Linked DNA regions of Mus musculus: region 1 is linked to region 2. A link is a contact called in public HiChIP or PLAC-seq data. All regions are on one chromosome and are shown on one strand. The core of a region is the stretch at or near the end of the contact, and the rest is flanking DNA. Distances in the headings are between cores, read along the strand shown. Region 1 has its middle 140 kb from the start of Gm40304. Region 2 has its middle 18 kb from the start of Gm40304.

Region 1 (5,765 bases), core at 437-2,936, 160 kb before region 2:
TCTCATGTTCATAGACTTCAGCCTTCGTTTGGTGGATGGAGGGAAGGAGCTGCTGGCAGTTTGGAGGAGACAGCCAAGGAGAAGCCAGCAGGGAGGGGAGCAGGGAGTACTGTGAGTAAAAGACTGGGAGCCTGAGAGTCATAGAAGGCCCAGTGATGGCAGAGGGGTCATGGGTAAACTCTGGGATGTGATTGGTCATGATGGTGAGCTTAAATTTCCCCTGAGGATGGGAGTTCAAAAGTCAGGTGAGCCTGTGCCTCAGACTGAAGGAAGCACTAAGTCTATTTTAGGCATCCGAGACACCATTCTGATGGGAAACATTCACAAGGAAATAGGACAGCTATGTCCATATTTTTGGAAGAACTCTGGGCTCCCTAAAGCCTGGTAGTTTGGAAGTGGGCATCATGTCTTTTAGAAAAGTCATGACCTTGAAAGGTTGTTATGGAGTCAGCAACACGGGTTCTGTATAGTTACCACTTCCAAGGACCAAGACTTAACTCTAGCCTGCAGGGCAGCTAAAACCACCCAGCGGAATGCTTTATAACAGGCAGACCCTCCAAACACAAGTCCTTGGCTGCTAGGTGATTGCACCATTACATCTTGCTTTAACGGGAAAGGCTTCCCCCGTCCCGCTGATTAATCAGCTTTGCCATTTTTGTTGCATGGTCTGTATCAAGAGTGCTTTGGAGCTATGTTGGCTCCCTGGGTGAACATGGCAGAAAGAACAGCCATATTAGAGAAGAGGACAGGTGGGTTTTGGTCCAAGGTCAAGATAGCTCCTTCTTGGGTGGCACAGTCATAGGACATGGTGTGTGTGTGTATGTGTGTGTGTGTGTGTGTTGTAATGACTGGTGGGGGAAAGGCTATTAATATGCTGAAGCATATTATTATTATTCCTTTTTCTTATTTTATTGTCAACTGTAGTCCATGGTTATTATCCATCTGTAGTAGATTCCTAGAACAACTGTGACAAATGACCACAAACTTGACAGCTTAAAAGAACAGGGAAGATTCTCCCAGAGAGTCTAATGTCCAAATGTCTATCTGGAGGTTGGAAAAGAAAACTCACTTCACATCTCCCAGATTCTAGTCCATCTCGGCAGTCCTGAATGTCCCTTGGTCTGTGTCTGCATCCTCCAGTCTCTGCTTCCATCTTTGTTCTGACTTATCTTCTTTAGATGTGTGTCTCTTTAACCATCCATTTTTGGATTTAGGTCCCATCTGGATAAGCCACGATGATCTCATCTTGGAATCCTTCATGTAATTACCTTTGAAAAGACCCCTTTCCAAAGAAAACCATGTTGGTGAGTTCTGTTTAGACTTGAGTTGGGGTGGGGGGCATAATGTACCTTTTCATTTGTTTAGTGTGGAGGGAGGGCACATGAAGACATGCCCTAGCACACAGGTGGAGGTCAGAAGACAACCTGTGGGTGTCTGCTCTCTCCTTTCAGCATGTGGGCTGCAAGGATCAAACTTAGATCATCACACTTAGCAGAAAGCTCCTTTACCCACAGAGCCACACAGGGACCCAAGAGAGTCTTTCTTTGAATTAAAGTGCTTGAAGAGTCCTTGCAGACTCAGACTCAGATTCGAAAGGGCAAATGGTGGCAACAGACCCAGAGCCACCTCAGTGTGGCCAGAGCAGCATTGTGGCTGGAACATAGACAGAAACTTTGCATCAGCCCAGACTCTACTGCCTTCCCACTCAGCAGCCCACAGCAGTCTCTAAGTGCTGGGTGGAGATCTGGTATGGTTTGACTTTGTCCCTTGAGACTTTGTGTGTCAGAAGCTTAGTTTCCATGATGTCATTTGTGACGTTATAAGAAAAATCAAGGGGCTAGGGTATTGGCTCAGGCTGTGAAAACATGAAGACCTGCATTTCGACCTTCAGAGCACATGGAAAAAAAAATCTGAGCACATCAGGGTATGCCTGTGAGCTGAACTTTGGAGAGACACAGAGTAGTGGGTTCCTAGGGCTTACTGGTCAACCAAGGTAGCTCATCTCTAAGCTCCAAATTCAATGAGACTAATAAATAAATAAATAAATAAATAAATAAATAAATAAATAAATAAATAAATAAATAAGGTATAGAGTGATCTAGGAAGATACCTGATTTGACCTCTTGGCCTCATAAGGTGGGCCTATCTATCTCTCCATTTATCCATCTATCCATCCATCCATCCATCCTTTCATCTTCTATCTATCTATCTATCTATCTATCTATCTGTTATCTATCATCTCTGTTATCTCTCTCTCAAACACAAACACACAGATACACACACAGATACACACAGACAGACACACACACACCTAGCACACTTGCAGTCAAATTCTGAGCAAATGTCAGTACCATAATCTTGGACTTCCTAGCTCCCTAGAATTACAAGCCAATTAAGCTTCTATTCTTTATAAACTAGTTGGTCAGCCTCAGGTATTTTGTAGCAACAAAACAGACCAATATAAATCCCTTCTCCCCTCAGCATGACATGATTTTGTCCTAGTCTTTAAATGCCAGGCCACCAAATTCCTCACTGATGTTACAACAGCAGCATTCTACAGATCTTCACTTCTGGTCTTTCCCTCTTCCAACTCATCCTTGAACAGCCCCCTCCCCCCCACAAGCATTATTCCTAAGTGAGTATTAAGATTTCTCAAGGTCTGCTCACTGTCCTGAGGACACTCTTCAAGCCTCTGGTTGGATACCCTAAGTCCTCTTTGAGCAGCAACTTGTCTCCCTTGGCAGTCATAGCTGTCCTCATGCTTGCAGTGTTTTGTCCTCCAGCTGTGCACATCCTCTGTGGTTTCCAGAGCCCAACAAGCCCCCCTCCTTGCTTTTGGAGACTGGGGGACTCCTGACTCCCATGCTTTGTTGCATAGATATATTCAAGCCTTAATTTCCAGACCTCCAGAATGTGACCTTGTTTGGAGAATGGATCTTGACATGTAAGTAAATTTAGGTATCATAATGACATCATCCTCTGTGACCTGAGTGGGTCCTGTATGCAGTGACAGATCTTCTCATACGAGAAAACACACATTTGACCCAGAAACATGCAGAAGGAAAGGTCAAGTGAAAGTGGGCCAGGGCTCGGTGACATGCAGGCTCAGAGTAAGCCAATAGAGGCTGGAAGAGACAAGGGTTCTCCCTAGAGAAGGAGATGGCTTTGCCAACAGCTTGACTTTGGACTTCTATCTCCAGAATCATAAGAGAATGGGTTTCTATTGTTGTAAGCTACCTGGTATATGGCCATTTGTTAAACAGCCCTAGCAAACCAGTTCCCACGGGAGATCATGTCAGGACCCCAGTGTTCCAGTAACTGTCTCCCAAGTGCATAGCTAAAGGAGTGAGCATCTTAAGCCTCCACCAGATGTAGCACAACAGAGGTCCACCTGCCAGAGGGTTTCTTTCTCTTATTCATCCAGAAGCACCCATGAGACAGAAGAAGCACGTCTCATTCTTGGATGGTCTTTATTTCTCATTTATTTTCTTAAAGTTTTCATTTTTTAACTGAAAACATTGGAAAAGAGCAGTAATAGAGAGATCATTTCATGGTTGGTGCCTAGACATCTAGTGTCTGGATGCATATCACTGTTTCGTTGTACTGCAAAGCACATGGCCTTCTCCAAGTGCTCTCTCTGTCTCTCTCTCTGTCTCTGTCTCTGTCTCTGTCTCTGTCTCTCTCTCTCTCTCTCTCCATTGCCTTGTAAGACAAAGGTTCCAGGGACACCATCTCTACTTCAGGAAATCTATAGGCCAGCTGTATGTCCAGTATGGGGAATGGAATAGAGAGAGTGTGATTTCCAGTATTCCCTGGAAAGATAAGAATACAGAAAGGGAAAGTGGTGGTGGGTGGTCTTCACAGACCTGCTTGCAGCTAGATTCCCCCCATCCTCCCATCCCCCCACCCCCACCCCACCCCCGCACACAGCAGCCTTCTCTCCCTCGCTGGCCACCATCCCAGGAGCTTCAGTTCCTTCATCTTCTCTGACGGATACATTCATCCTTCTCCAGGACCATTCACAGTACTGTCCCTTTCCCCTCTTAAAAGCAAAGACTTATCCTATTCTAAAAGAGACCCTGGGAATGGATGTGCAGGTACAAGTGGGTGACTGGGCTTTCCTGAGCTTGGGGCAGAAGGAAAGACATAGTCGGGTGGCATGTGGTGCCCAAGGAGCACTGAACAAAGGCAGTTTCATGCCCATCATAATCCCATTCAAATCGACCATCAAACAGAACTGAAGAATGGTCTAAGCAGAGCACATTACAGAGACATTAACGTGTTACAGATGCCCTATCTGAGCCCCTGTCTTTATCTCTCCCCTAATTGAGGCATCTGTGCCTAAGGATGTTTCTCTTTGGGCCAAATACATGTTCCCAATGTCCAATGGGATGCACCGAACTGCATTCCACACAGATATACACATGAGCTCATGCAAGTCCCAGGGTGCTCATCTGGTCCAGATTGAAGAGAAACTTGCTGGATGGAGAAAAACACGTCGTGTATCAACTTAATACCAAACAGATTTTGTGACAGACTGGAACCGCTTTTGATAATCTACTAATATATCAGGAAGGCTAATGAATTTAAAAAGACCTAGCTAATCAGTGTATCTTTGAGGTCTGGACAATGTTTGTGTGGGCCACGGGGATGCTAAAAATACAAAAAGCCAGGGAGCTTAGGGAAGCTTATCCAAAAGCTATCCCTGCCCCCAACTGCTAGAAGCAATCCTCTCTATTGTAGCCAGCAATGTATTTTTGCCAATTTATGAGCATAGACTATTTTTTTTTCTGGCTAAAAGTCAGGGTGGACTTTTCCAGAGACAAAGAGAAGCTATGCCCTCTCCACTCTCATCCATGACAGGCAAGGAGGACCATGGAGACATAACCCAATAAAGGAAAAGGAGATGATGAACTGTCACTCACACACAGCTGCATTCCAAGGTGGCCCCACAGGCTGCACAAAAGTCCCTCCTCGGGTTCTGACTCGAACCCCTTGCTCATGCTGCTCCCAACACTTCCTGGTTTTATGAGCAATAATGGAACAACTATCACACAAGTGGCCGAATTTTCTGGAAGGCTGTACAATGTACATAACCAAATCTCTTAGTTGGTGTATAGACACGTCACCTAAAGCATCGAGAAAAAGGTTCAGAATAATCTTAAATGAAAGCCGCCATCTGAGCTGCTTAGTTCACATGAGATGTTCCAGCACATGCCGTCCTGTTCTCATTAGTGTTACAGAGAAGTTCTGAATATATGGTGGTAGGAAGATACAATCTCAGACAATTAAAGCAGCCATGTTGCTGGAGAAGGAGCTACCAATTTTATTAACTTCATTTTATTTATAATTTGGAAACCAGAGGCACAGGTAAGAAACCAATTCATTATTTCTGTGATTTTTCTCTTACAGGGCACTCATTTCTTAGAGGAAGAGCTGTTTCCATGATGAAGGAAGGGTCCATATGTCTTTGCACTTTGTACCATGGTAGGCAAGTAGACATTTAAATGTGACCCTTTACTTGGAACGCCTCTGGGTATGTAGAGAATTCCCCATCTGTTTGCTCAGGATGTAGGCAGATGAGGAAGTCATAGAGACTTGTAGATGTTATGTCTCCATTTGGCTGGTGTTGGGGAAAAACCTGACCCTCTAACCAAGGAGACAGTACCCTGTGCAGCTGACAGTGAGATGAGTGCACCTTCAGAGACGTCATCCACTTCTGCAACTGTCCCAGGTCAGCAACGATGGCTGTGTGGGGAAGTCCC
Region 2 (5,667 bases), core at 3,121-5,620:
CAGGTCCTCTGGAAGAGTAGCCAGTGCTCTTAACTTCTAAGCCACCACTCCAGCCATGCCACTACCTTTTAAAAAAGCTTAGTCCACATGTCAGGTCGGATCCACAAGTGGCCTGTTCAGAGTTTATGACTGAGCTCAGGGATCACCTGGCTCCCAGGCTAGTTCGTGCCAGCAGCTGCCAGAATAATGCTCTAGTCCCTTCCATGGAGTCACCTATAGTCTTCTAAGGACCAGTTGATATCTTACACCATGGTCATGAATTCCCTCATGTTGCCAAAACTGTCACTGATGACTAAAATGCTAAGCAATTGGTGGTGCAAAAAGCACTGTTAGTGACCATGACTCACACATTTTAGATATGGGCATCAATCAGCTTAGGGGCAGAAATGTTGGACCTTTGGGTCCATGCTTTCAAGTGAGTCCAGCTTTCACGGTTGTAGTAGAAATGCCAGAGATCCCTCCAATATATTCAGCACTGGCATCCTCCCATTTGATGAAGGCAGGGCCTTCTTAAAGATGAACATAAGTTTTCTATTGACAGCCAGGCGGTGGTGGTACACGCCTTTAATCCCAGCACTCGGGAGGCAGAGGCAGGTGGATTTCTGAGTTCGAGGCCAGCCTGGTCTACAAAGTGAGTTCCAGGACAGCCAGGGCTACACAGAGAAACCCTGTCTCGAATAAAAAAAAAAAAGTTTTCTACTGACGAGATAGATGTCCCATTCTCAGCCTTGGCTGTGCCATTACACTCACTATTGGTGGAATCACACTAGAATAGTATATCATGCAATTGCTATCAATGAAAGATCACTGATGACCACAATATCTTCTGGCTACCAACTCCCGTTCTGGACAAATCAACTGCTCTGATCTTGGAAGAAAGCTGCAGGACGTGAAAAGATGTGATTGTCTGTCAATCAGGGCATGGTGGTGAGGCATGACTCATATTTTTGAAAGATCATCCCAGATGACCTGGTGATCTGGGATAGTTGACACACACACCTATGATCCCAGAACTGAGAAGCTGAAGTCAGAGAATTGAGAGTTTCAGGCTAAGCTGTGTTAGCAGTAAGGCCCTATTTCCAAAAGACCAAACAAGCAGACAAAAGCAGGTGTGCTATGAAAGGTGGACTGCAGGAGAAGAAGATAGAAGACTAGAGTGGAAGGGTAAGGGCTGCTCAACCAGGTCTACACCCAAGGCGTGATGCTGCAGAGCTTTGCCCATGGCATGAAACTAGAAGGACGGCATAATTACATAATGACAGTAGCTCATTGCACTCCCAAAAGGCTTATCAGACGAGGATAATTGAGAAAATGGCTTCTTCCCACTTAGCACCATTATCAGAGCACCTGAATTAACGAGCCCAGTAAATCCAGAAAGACAAATGGAGCCAGCGCTCCTTCCTCCAGGAAAGTCTTTCCGATGCGTTGAAGGCTGCTTTTACAGGAACCGTCTGAGCCCTAGAATTGGCAGTTTCAGTAACTCCACCCGTAGACCAGAAAAAGTGAGTAACATTTAGCAAAGTGATCTCCCACTGTAGTTATAGGAATGCAAGGTTGTCAAGTCCAACCTGCCTGGCTTCTGGAAGGGCTGCTACTCCCAACCCCCTTTATTTAGAGCACTAAGTAGCTGAGAGGAGACCTTAGCATAAAACTCCACTGTTGAAGCTAAGCTTGGGATTGCTGCTGGTGTTCTTATTTTAGGACTGTGTTAAGCTCAAAACTAGTCAATAGTTTAGCAAAGAAGGGTAGTATTTATTTCCTAATGTTTTATAAAGGCTTTGAGGATTCTTGTCAGAGAGGAACAGCTAAATATGTCCACCTGATATGATAGCAAATGTCTTATTTTATTAAACATTAAATTGTTTTATTATTTTATTGTTTTTATCCTATTTTTTTCCTAAGTAGAGCATTTTCCTTTGTACCTAAGAGGAACAGTATTTGCAGTGGTCCTCTACAACACCCTCTCTGATGATCAAGGTCAAAAATCAAATAAGCCCTCAATTCGGAGGCTGTAAGTCATTCTGTTAACAAGAAACAGCCATTGCAAAGCACTCTGTCGCTTTCCAGGTTGGAGTATCAGTCAGACAGAGACTCAATGCAATCGCTTCTTGGCGGACTCTGCTGCCCGAATGTAAGCTGTGTTCTGTGGGCAACCGTCTGCTTATTTTCTTTTCTGGACAAGTGGTTAGCCCATGTTGGATATCCTGTGTTTATGGAATTCCAGAAAGGCTATGTCATAGAAATCGCTGGTGTGCGCGTGCGAACGTGCGTCCGATTTATGGAGAGAAAGTAAACCGAAACAGCTTGTGGAGAAATCCACCCGAAAGCAGTGGCTGAGGTGCCCCTCAGAGATGCGGGGAGAAATCCAGCCGAAAGCGGTGGCCGAGGTGCTCCTCAGACCGGGGCCTTCATTTCCAAGGGCTTTATCCACTATGGTACCTTACCTCATAAGTACCAAGAAGTAAACAATAGATCCAAACGTCAAAGGCTGAGGTGCCCAGCAGAAAAATCATGAAAGCCAGACACATCACTTTATTGTCTATCATTCGTAACACACACACACCAAACAAAAAAAAACCCAAAAAAATAAAAAATACTTCAAGTTGTACTTAAATACAAGAAACCTTAATTTATATTTAAAAGTTGAAATTTTCCCATAAAATCTCAGACAGACGGTTAGAATTAGCATCAGCTTAGAAAATAAACAAAGACATAAGGGACAAGTCTAGGATTGAACAGAAAAGAAGGAATCCTAGAAAAGCTTTTATAATTTAGCTTTTCTTTTCCAACTTCTGAATGAGTTCTGTTCCACTGTTCATTTCAATAAGCTTGACTTTGTGTGAGGAGAGAGATGCAATCTTGGAGTTCAGGGGTTTTGTCTGTGATTTTAACGCCACGATTCACACAGGCACTAAAGAAACTGTTTGTTCTGGTTCCTATAAACTCACTTAATGTTTTAATTCACCTGAACCAACAACCGAATGCCACAGGCCATTTCGAAACAACTTTCCCTCATCATTCAAGGTAGCATGTGCTTTTCATAGTCTTTCAAATACTGATCCCTGAAACAAAACCAAAAACATACCTTTGCCCTGTTTTCTATTCACTGTTCACCGCTGTAATGTAAGTAAGCCCTCTTTGGGGGGGGGGGGGGGAATGCAAAAATGAAGTTTAACCCACAATTGAGTCTTACATCCTGTGGTCTTGGAATTTTAAAATTTCATTCAAAACACACATTATAAACAAACTCTCCCAAATGACCATCTCGAGAGGAATGTGGCAGAAATCCAGAAACAATTGTAATATTTGGACCAAGCATGAGCATAAATAGCCAGTGTGTGTTTTCATGAGGGGGATTATGGCTTGTTTCACAAACCCTACAGGGGATTTGTAGATGGGCAGAGCTCAATTCCATGTCGGTTGAGTGTCTCCAGAAGAAAACAATCCCTTGACAGTCAGTGAAGATGAGCTATTAAAAAGGCTCTCTTTGTTTGTTGGAAGCAGTGGTGTGTGTGTATGTGTGTGTATGTGCATGGGTGTGTGTGTGTGAAATTCACGCCAGGAGCCTTTCACACGCTAGGTGAACACCCTACCACTGAACCCCAGCCCCAGCCCCCAAATATCTTTTTAAACTACTCCTATCTGTTGACTACGAACATTGGAAGGAAACTTTCTGGCCTATAAATAAATGCCTATAACCTCAAGCTCAAAGTTGTATCCGGGGCACCTGATCTTTAGTCTAACGGTGGAGACCGATTCAAGGTGAGCGGGTGCTAGAGAAAGGAACACAAGCAATCTTATGTCTTTTTGTCAGGAATATCCAACCAGTGGAGTCAGTGAGATGCCACCAGGCAGTATCCAGGGGGTGGATGATTTAAAGGAGGATGGAGTCCAGTTGTGCTGCAGGGTCAAACTTCAAAGAGATAAGGTAGGATGGGGAAGCTGTAGAGAGCCTCCTAGTGTGTGCACTAGCCTATGCGAATAGTTCATCTCTCTCCCAGAAAAGTGGCAGTACTTTAACACACACACACACACACACACACACACACACACACACACACACACACGTTGGCATGAGAGTGAAGAACAATTAAGTCAGAGAGTCATTTCAAAATAGTTCTTGGCTCCTTACCTCTGCAGCAAAGTTTAACATGAAGACACCTTGTTATTTCTCCTTTTAGTCCTCAGTAAATTTTAATGGTCTACAAATCCATTATTTCTTCAAAATTTGTTTAGGAGAACAGCCTTATCTAGAGATCTACCATGAATCTCATGCCTATTTTTTTAATAGCACCAACACTCAGAATAGCTCTACAGGAACTGGCAGGATCACCTACTCTAATGAGTAGACCTTCCCACCTCCATGATGTTTCAGTTTCGATTTTAACACACGATTCTGAGAAGCCTGGGTGAACTAATATAGTATCGTAGGCCGCTGGGTTTTAATCATCGTGAAGTGAAAATGCATCGCCTCTCTGGGAGGGACAAAGGAAAGTAGAGGTTCTTCTTAGGAACCCTGTGAAGCTTGCCAGGCCCAAGCAGGAAACATCGAGCAGCTTCTCAGAAGACAGAGCCAAGACCACGTTAGAATTATCTGGTACCCATCAGCATCATGGGCTGATAATTATCTCTGAGGGTTAGTTAGCATGGTCGATGTGTGATCTGCAAGGCAAAAGTGGGGCCTCGGGACTCTCGAGTTTGTACTTCAGAGTGAAGCGGTTATGTCCAAGTTCCTTCACATACCCAACTCCTTGTGCCACGCTTAAGTCCCTTTTAAAGTCGATTCGACAATGCAAAAGCAGGGTTGGGCAAACAGTGGAGGTGGTACAAACAGGTTTGGGCTCAGGGAGAAGATAACCATCTTTAGCATCTGTTTCTGTCCTTCCCTCTTCCTGCTACCCCTTGTCTCTTCTCTGAAGTCCTGGAGCTTGAGCCCAGGACCTCATGCCATACCAAGGAGCCAGCTCTGCGCAGAGCCGTTAGACATCGCCAGCCTTGATTTTTATCTGCATCTGACCTGGGGTATCCCAGGATAAATCAGTTGAATTTTGGATTCGCATTTCACCTCTCAATAGGGATAAAAAGCACCCGATGCTTGCAGAGCCCAGGGCGTATGCACATTCACTCAAAGGAGTCTGTAATACCAAAGCTAATGATTGGTATCAAGACACACTGCACTTCTTACTTTTCCCATGTAGCTTTCACCAAGGAACAGTAGAAAGAGCCAAACCTATAAACTCTGAAAGAGTGTACTATCAACCGAGTGCTGGAGTTTATCAAGTGAACTCCAAATTGAGGGTTATTGTTTTCTGCTCAGGTGTCTGACAACCTTCCTATTGGAGTGCAGACTTAAAGTACTTTGATCATCTTTTTTTGTTTTTTGTTTTGTTTTGTTTTTTTGTTTTTGTTTTTTCGAGACAGGGTTTCTCTGTGTAGCCCTGGCTGTCCTGGAACTCACTTTGTAGACTAGGCTGGTCTCGAACTGCCTGCCTCTGCCTCCCGAGTGCTGGGATTAAAGGTGTGTGCAACCATGCCCGGCTTACTTTGATCATCTTAACTGAGTCAAATTCACTAGTAGGTAAAAGAAAGTTTTATTATGAGGCCAGCTGGCCTGTGTGAAGTGACGTTCCCTTTTTCCCCTAGCATCTGTCACTCCTGCTTAATTTC

What was found. HiChIP or PLAC-seq counts read pairs in DNA pulled down with a chosen protein or histone mark.
Region 1: an H3K27ac HiChIP or PLAC-seq map of CD8 T cells shows a contact between it and region 2, with 35 times the contacts expected there. The contact joins two enhancer-like sites. A contact is called at or near these places in 10 of 39 promoter capture datasets (3T3-L1-derived adipocytes, the C10 cell line, the HPC-7 cell line and 6 more), 2 of 15 datasets of contacts at CTCF or cohesin (CD8 T cells and the NIH/3T3 cell line), 4 of 484 Hi-C or Micro-C datasets (the HPC-7 cell line, Th1 cells, bone marrow-derived macrophages and 1 more), 9 of 115 datasets of contacts at active chromatin or transcription factors (CD8 T cells, Th2 cells, effector CD8 T cells and 4 more) and 4 of 9 other capture datasets (adipose tissue, liver, macrophages and 1 more).

The regions. Positions count from the first base shown.
Region 1 is chr5:53,408,170-53,413,934 of GRCm38.p6, forward strand. No RefSeq gene overlaps it. Among named protein-coding and RNA genes, the nearest start is that of Gm40304, 140 kb to the right of the region's middle. Within about 2 kb of position 1,687, at least 11 of the 459 cell types and tissues checked have an H3K27ac peak or open chromatin away from gene starts, as enhancers often do. A contact at or near this core is called in CD8 T cells and Th1 cells, where this site is marked.
Region 2 is chr5:53,562,286-53,567,952 of GRCm38.p6, forward strand. It overlaps a transcript of Rbpj not described here. Among named protein-coding and RNA genes, the nearest start is that of Gm40304, 18 kb to the left of the region's middle. Within about 2 kb of position 4,371, at least 70 of the 459 cell types and tissues checked have an H3K27ac peak or open chromatin away from gene starts, as enhancers often do. A contact at or near this core is called in CD8 T cells and Th1 cells, where this site is marked.